2 separate regions of the Gossypium arboreum genome follow, and region 1 is linked to region 2. The links are chromatin contacts, called in public Hi-C maps. All regions are on one chromosome and are shown on one strand. The core of a region is the stretch at or near the end of the contact, and the rest is flanking DNA. Distances in the headings are between cores, read along the strand shown. Region 1 holds the start of LOC108486658 (probable polygalacturonase). Region 2 holds the start of LOC108486164 (20 kDa chaperonin, chloroplastic-like).

Region 1 (3,183 bases), core at 681-3,180, 390 kb before region 2:
TGAGACATTATAGTTTGAAGTAAAAGATTAACAATAAGGGAGGTATGTATCGGCACACGGCTTCACTGCCTTGAGACACAACCCTTTATTTTAACAATTCAAGTTAGGATTCTTATTCAAACTCCGTGTATAACCTTATATGATCCCCTAGTTACTATATGTGGGCCCATTTGGCCTCATAGAAGTACACAACATAACATTTATGAATTATGCCATGCTTATTTGTTTAATTTCAAGGAAAATGATGGATGATAGTCTGAGTTGTTGCAACAATGAATGTGACATCTCATATTTGGATCCATCGTTCGAGTTGGGTGTAGGGTGCCACAACCTAGTTGGTCATCTAACTTTTAGGGAACTTTCATTTTGGTCACCTTAAAAAATGTTCTTCAATTTCATCATCTCTATTAAAAAAGGTTTTCATTTTAGTCACTCAAGCGTTAAATCATTAACGATGATAAACTGTACATGCTAAATTATGTCCACATCATTAGGGGCGAAGCCATAAATTTTTTTAGGGGGGCAAGATTAAGTTATATTTTTTTATGAGAAATAAAATATAATTTTACGCTTGTATTAGCTTATATCTTTATGGTTTTCAAGAGGACTAAATCGAAATTCTAGCCTTTTGGGGGCCAAATTATAATTTTTCCATATATTAACTTATGATTTTATAAATTTTGGGGGACTAAAACAATAATTTTCCACAAGCTCTTACCTGGCCTCTTCCCCTTGCCCTGCATATCATGTTTACACTTTCATTTTGATCACCCAATTTCAGGTCACTTTCATTTTGATCACCCCAAAAATATCTTTTTTTTAAGTCTTGATTTGGGTAAAGTGAAAAAGTGATAAAAAATAAAATAATGCATTTAAAATTGTCAAATTGTACTTGTTTATCTCATTATTGAAAATTTTAATTTTTTTAATCTTGAAATTTTAAAATATCAAAATCAATTAAATAAATTGTTAAAATTTTTATCCTCGATAATATGAATCGATTTGTTATTATAATATTGAAATTAATTAAATTAATTAATTTAATATTCTTCTAAAATTTTAAATTTTATTTTATGTTTCAGATTATCCTTAATGAAATCAACTAAAATAACTCATATTTAATAATATTTAAAAATCTAAAGTTCCTTTAATTATATGATCTTGAATCCCACGTGCTATGCTAAAAGAAAAGAATTTATTTTCAATTAATTAAATTGATCGCTTGTTCTTGGTATGGGTAAAGAAGTGATGGAAAAAATTCGAGGTTTTGTTTGGCATGGAAGATCAAATTAACTAATTTAATTAATTGCAAGGATTTTTTTTCTTTTAAATTAACGTGAAAGATTCAACATCATATAATCAACAAAATTGTGAGTTTTGTTTGAGTTGAGTTCATTAAGCATAACTTAAAAACATAAAATAAAATATTATATTTTAGAAGGTGATTAAATTAATTAATTTCAATTTTAAAGTAACAAATTGATTGACACAATTAAAAGATAAATTTTTCCAACAATCTATAAGATTGATTTGAATGTTCTGAAATTTAAAATTTTAATTTTTAATATTTTTACATGATCAATATTTAAAAATGATATTTTTGAGCGGTGAAACTGAAAATAATTTAAAAGTTGAATGATAAAATAAAATATGTAGATATGATGTGGCACGGCCATTAAAATTTTTTTAATGACAAAATAAACAAGCAATTACATTAGACTAATGCAAATAAACACCATTTCTATCCATGTTGAATTCCAAGAGATGTATGAGTTCCCCCAGAACCTTCTCAAAGACCCATATATCTTTCTTCTTGTCAGAAATTATTTTGGTTAACGAATCTGGAATTCTATTTTCCTCCATGCTTTATTCTCCAATACCAAACTCACTTTAACAATTGGAGAATCCTCCTAACCAATGGTAAATTCAAACTTGCTGTCTGACTACGATAAAAACGTTCACTAAAAATAGTGACGGAACTACAAAAATCTTATTTTTAGGCGAGTAAAATGAAGGAAAAGAAACGAGAAAGTGGCCATTAAATCATGGCCCAAGGGGAATATGGGTGTAAAGTGTGAAGGCCGAACAAACAGTGTGAGATGGGCACATAAATAAAGATCCAGGTTTTAGTTGACACAGGTCAACAACCGGAAAATTTCGTATAACGAAAGAGTTTTTCGTGTTTGACGTCAACATCTCAACTACTGTTTTCAAAATGGTCAGATTGCAACTCTTCAACTATTTACCTACTACCGGACGATGATGGTGATGTGACTTTGCATCTCGCTGCCGTGACTGAAACCTCACACAATCCGAAATCCAATTACATCCTTCAAATAAACCACGCAGGCAACTTGATACCCGCAGTAAAAAAATCTAGTTTCATTCAACTCAAGAACGTCGACCTGCCCAAAGCTAGAAACTATGGACTTGGTTCTCCATTGACCATTGCGATCTCCCCTAGAATTGAAATGTACTCCATTTCCAATCGACCAAATCTGGCGGCTACTCATCTCCATCATCTCACCAACAAAGCACAACACCCCTTTTACTAAAAGGGCCAGAAATCGTTTCTTTTAACCAAATTCGCTAAACCCAATATGGCTGAGTCATTGCCGGTTGGGGGATTTCCGGCATTCCTTTCTTCGCATAAAACTCTGTTTATTGTTCTCTGGATCTCGGCTTTCGGTTCTGTTTTTCTATGGCAACGGGATATAGTTGGGGCTGGGTTCTCTGTGTTCGGAAAAGCTGGGCCGGGTCGGTCTATGTCCGGGTCCCGGCCTTTCGAGTTTAATATTACGGATTTTGGCGGGGTTGGCGATGGGGTAACGGATGACACGGCGGCGTTTGAGAGGGCTATCTCGGCCATCTCGAAGCTTGGGAAGAGAGGTGGTGGTCAGCTCAATGTCCCGCCTGGAAAATGGCTTACGGCGCCGTTTAATCTTACTAGTCATATGACTTTGTTCCTTGCTGAGGATGCTGAGATTCTTGGAATCCAGGTTGGTTTTTCCATTTTCATGAATTTTGGCAATGAAAAATGATATTCTCCCTCGTTATTTAACATGTTTAGTCGTTTATGGGTTGTGATTTGTGATGAAAGGGGACCAATATTTAGTGTGAAAAAAATCACATCATGACTATATTTAGTGACAACTTTGATCCTTTCCATGCAAATATGACGGT
Region 2 (3,618 bases), core at 651-3,150:
ATAATTAGAGTATCAAATATCTCTTACAAAGAGGTAAGGAGGTTTTTATCAAAGCTGATTTATAGTCTATACCAACCTGTTCAATGGTGTGTTTTTTGCTTCCTAAATATTTATGCACGATATTAGAGGGTATAATTGCAAAATTTAGGTGGCAAACAAATAGGGGGAAAAAGGGGATTCATTGGTGTGCTTGGAAGGATATTTGCTTGCTAAAAGAAGTGGGTGGTCTAGGTTTTCGAAGTCTTGATAAATTTAATATCGCATTATTAGCTAAGTAGGGTTGGCGTCTTATTAGTTATCCAAATTCTTTGTTAGCCCGTATTTTAAAAGCTAAGTATTACCTGAATACAAATTTCTTAAATGCTCATTTAGGTAACTTACCTTAACTTACTTGGAGGAGTGTTTGGCCAGCAAAAAGGCTTCTGGAGGAAGGATTATGCTGGAGGGTTGGTAAAGGAGACCATATATCAGTGTGGACCGATCTCTGGGTGTTGGGTAAAGAAGAAGACAGAATACAAAATCACAACAGAAATGAAAATATCAGATTAGTGTCTGACTTAATCGATGAAGATAACAGAACTTGGAAGAGTTAATTGATTGTCCATACCTTTCATACGGATATTGCTAGGAAAATACTGCAAATTCTGTTAGCAAAATCCACTCATGAAGACTTTCAGGTGTAGAGAGGGGAGTCATTTAGAAACTGCTCAGTAAGAAGTGCCTATAAACTATTACAGGATACTACATTGAATCCTAGTAATTATATACAGGCCGATACTAAAAATTTTTACAGGAAATTGCGGAACCTATACATGCCTTCGAAATTCAAAATTACAGTGTGGAAAATTTTGTGGAATTACATCCCCACTTTTTCTAATCTGAAGATGAGAAGAGTAATGGTTGAGGATCAGTGTGGAGACAGTAACCATGTCTTCTGATTGTACCCTACAACGAAGGAAGTGTGGAGACATTTAAACTTCTCATGGGTTCTTAATAATAGCAATCCAGATTTTTGGACTTGGCTTACTTGGGTTTTCAATCAAGGGACGAATGAGCAATGTAGAATCTTTTGTTGCGGACTCTGGTTAATATGGACAAATAGAAACAAGTTAATCTATGAAGGCAAATGAAGCACCAGTCAAGATATCTCAAAACAAGTTACCAATTACATTTCAGAGTTTGATGGTATAGAGGACAAAGTACTTATCTTGGAAGCAAAAACGAGACCTATACAGAACATGTAGAGGGCGAATGTGGCTATCTATTTTGATGTGGCTTTTGACCTACAAAATTTTAGATCTGCATCAAACCTAGTTGTTAAAGATGAGGGGGTAGAATCATAGCATTAAAATCAACTCTTCATTTCAACGTTGCATCTCCGTTTGGGTGGAAGCACATGTACGATTTCAAGCAAAAAACTTAGGGATTCATATGGGTTTTCATACTCTGGACATACTAGGAGACTCGAGAACGATAATAACAAAATGTCAAAGTGCAGATCGTGACAGATCAAATATCGGAGCAATTATCGGTGACATTCAAAGTCTAAAGACACATTTCCAAGAAATCAGATCCCATTTCATCCCAAGGACAAAAAATACATGCGCTCATCTATTAGCAAAAGCAGCACTCAAGAATGGCAAGGAACAATACCTAGAGGGAGGGATTCCACGATCGATTAGAAGAGAAATAGAGAAAAATTTCCTGGAACTTTCAGATTAAAAGAGAAGAAGAAACGACTAAGACCATCGGAATGAAAGAGGAAAAGAAGAGTTTGTGACTTTTGAAATGGAAGAAAAGGAAATGGTTCCGTTTTGGAAATAAAGTAGATAAGCAAAAGATTTTTTTCAGAAGATCTGCTATCGCTTTACAGCTGTCTCGGGGATATGAATTGGCAGTATCATTATGATGGCCAGCTGTACCCGACGACTGGAGTATAGATATAGGTTTATTATTTCTGTTCAGTTTTTATTTTTGAATTTATGGGCCAATCTGATGGCGGCCAGTTTTTGTTATTTGTTTTCTTAGGCCTACTTAGCTAGAGTTAACCGAATCCAACATATGGGATATTTTTTTGTTTAAGATTTGAATTCATTAATCCAATTGAATTTTTAAAAAAAAAAAAAAAGTATACTCCTTCTCAAATTTATAAATAGAAAAATAATGCGCTTTAACGCACTTAAACTCATATTTTTTTACATTGACATTAATATTCATACCACTCAAACTAATGCTAAATCAACAATAGATGAATATTTAGTAATTGTTTTCAAAGTTAAAAGCACAACCATAGGTACTGAAATGCATAAAAAGCGGTCCATAATTATAAGGAAAAAGAGTATACTTCACAAAAATATTGATGTGTGGCGCAAAAAGAACATCATTTGTCACAAAAGAATCATCATTCACCAGTGTACTTTAAACTTTTTTTTAAATTTTCTTTAAATTTTTCAATAATATTATTAATTTCCACTGATTTCTTTTCAAATTTTTAATTTTTTTATAAATTTTATAATTCATATGTTTTTTTCTAGATTATATATATATATATATATATATATTCTAAACTTTATATATTTATTTCCATTTTTACATTTTTAATGTGTATATACAATTAATAAAGAAAATAGTTATTTTTGTATATAAAGGCACCTCGTGGTATTTTTTAATTGGCTATGAGAAAACTGGATTAAAAAATATCACGAAGGTATATTTTAGGTATTAAATTGAAAATTCAAGTGTTTTTAAGGTATAAAATTGAGGAAAAAAATAAGGATTAAAATGAGAAAATAAGTATACTTTAGGAGCTAAAATGAATGAAGCCTAAAATAAATAAAAACATATTATGTGTATATTAAGTCAAGTAGATTGAGGAAACATAATGGGAAATGGAATGTATTTACTTTCTTTGGGTTTGCAAGGTTAATAATACCGTAAGTTGTGATACCTTTTTGAAGAATAACTTGGATTGAAAAAAAGAATTGAATTTACTATTGATGAAGTTTACTAATTTGTTTTGGCTCCTGTTAGACGATTGAACTCTATGGTCGTCCATAGGAACACATTCATACTGACATGCCTGTAATTAAAAATGCCATCGGAATTATACTCACAAAAGGATTAGCATATGCCTAAATATAGAAAAAATTGCAGAATAATGAGATCCTTTTGATGCCAATAATTGGTAAGTGTTTTATTTGATGGGGTCGCTTATAAATATATCGAAGCTCAGCTTAGATGAATTTAAGCCATAGGCTTCCCAATGAAAAACATAAAAAAGTTTCTACTTTTTTGTTATTCTTGCTGCAGAATAAATAGGTCCTTGATATGTCTTAATAATTCGTGTCAGGAAAAATAGTGTTCTTTTATGATAAAAAACTGTCAAAAAATTTGATTCAGTTTCTGTTAAAATTAAGTGACTTGAATAAGTAAAAATCATATAGAACTACACTTCTTTTCTTACTACACTCTTATTAGAATATGACTTTACAAAGCCTATAATTAGACATAGTCTATTACTCTTGTATTAATTCGAATTTGACATAGTGAATTTTCTTCTCCTCTGCCCGTGGTTTTACCGACGTTGTATTTTTTACAGTTTTTTCTCTTGGTTGCCTT

The links. Hi-C and Micro-C count contacts between places; a contact is called where the count stands out from the background.
Region 1: a contact with region 2 is called in a Hi-C map of leaf, with 5 times the contacts expected there. The contact joins the promoter of LOC108486658 here to the promoter of LOC108486164 in region 2. A contact is called at or near these places in 2 of 5 Hi-C or Micro-C datasets (both in leaf).

What each region holds. Positions count from the first base shown.
Region 1 is chr6:121,138,223-121,141,405 of ASM2569848v2, reverse strand. It overlaps LOC108486658 (probable polygalacturonase), which reads left to right and starts at 1,930. Exons shown (of 5, transcript XM_017790825.2): 1 at 1,930-2,999. The coding sequence starts at 2,601.
Region 2 is chr6:120,749,850-120,753,467 of ASM2569848v2, reverse strand. LOC108486164 (20 kDa chaperonin, chloroplastic-like) reads right to left here and starts at 1,900. Exons shown (of 9, transcript XM_017790034.2): 1 at 1,654-1,900; 2 at 1,028-1,283; 3 at 608-945; 4 at 382-484.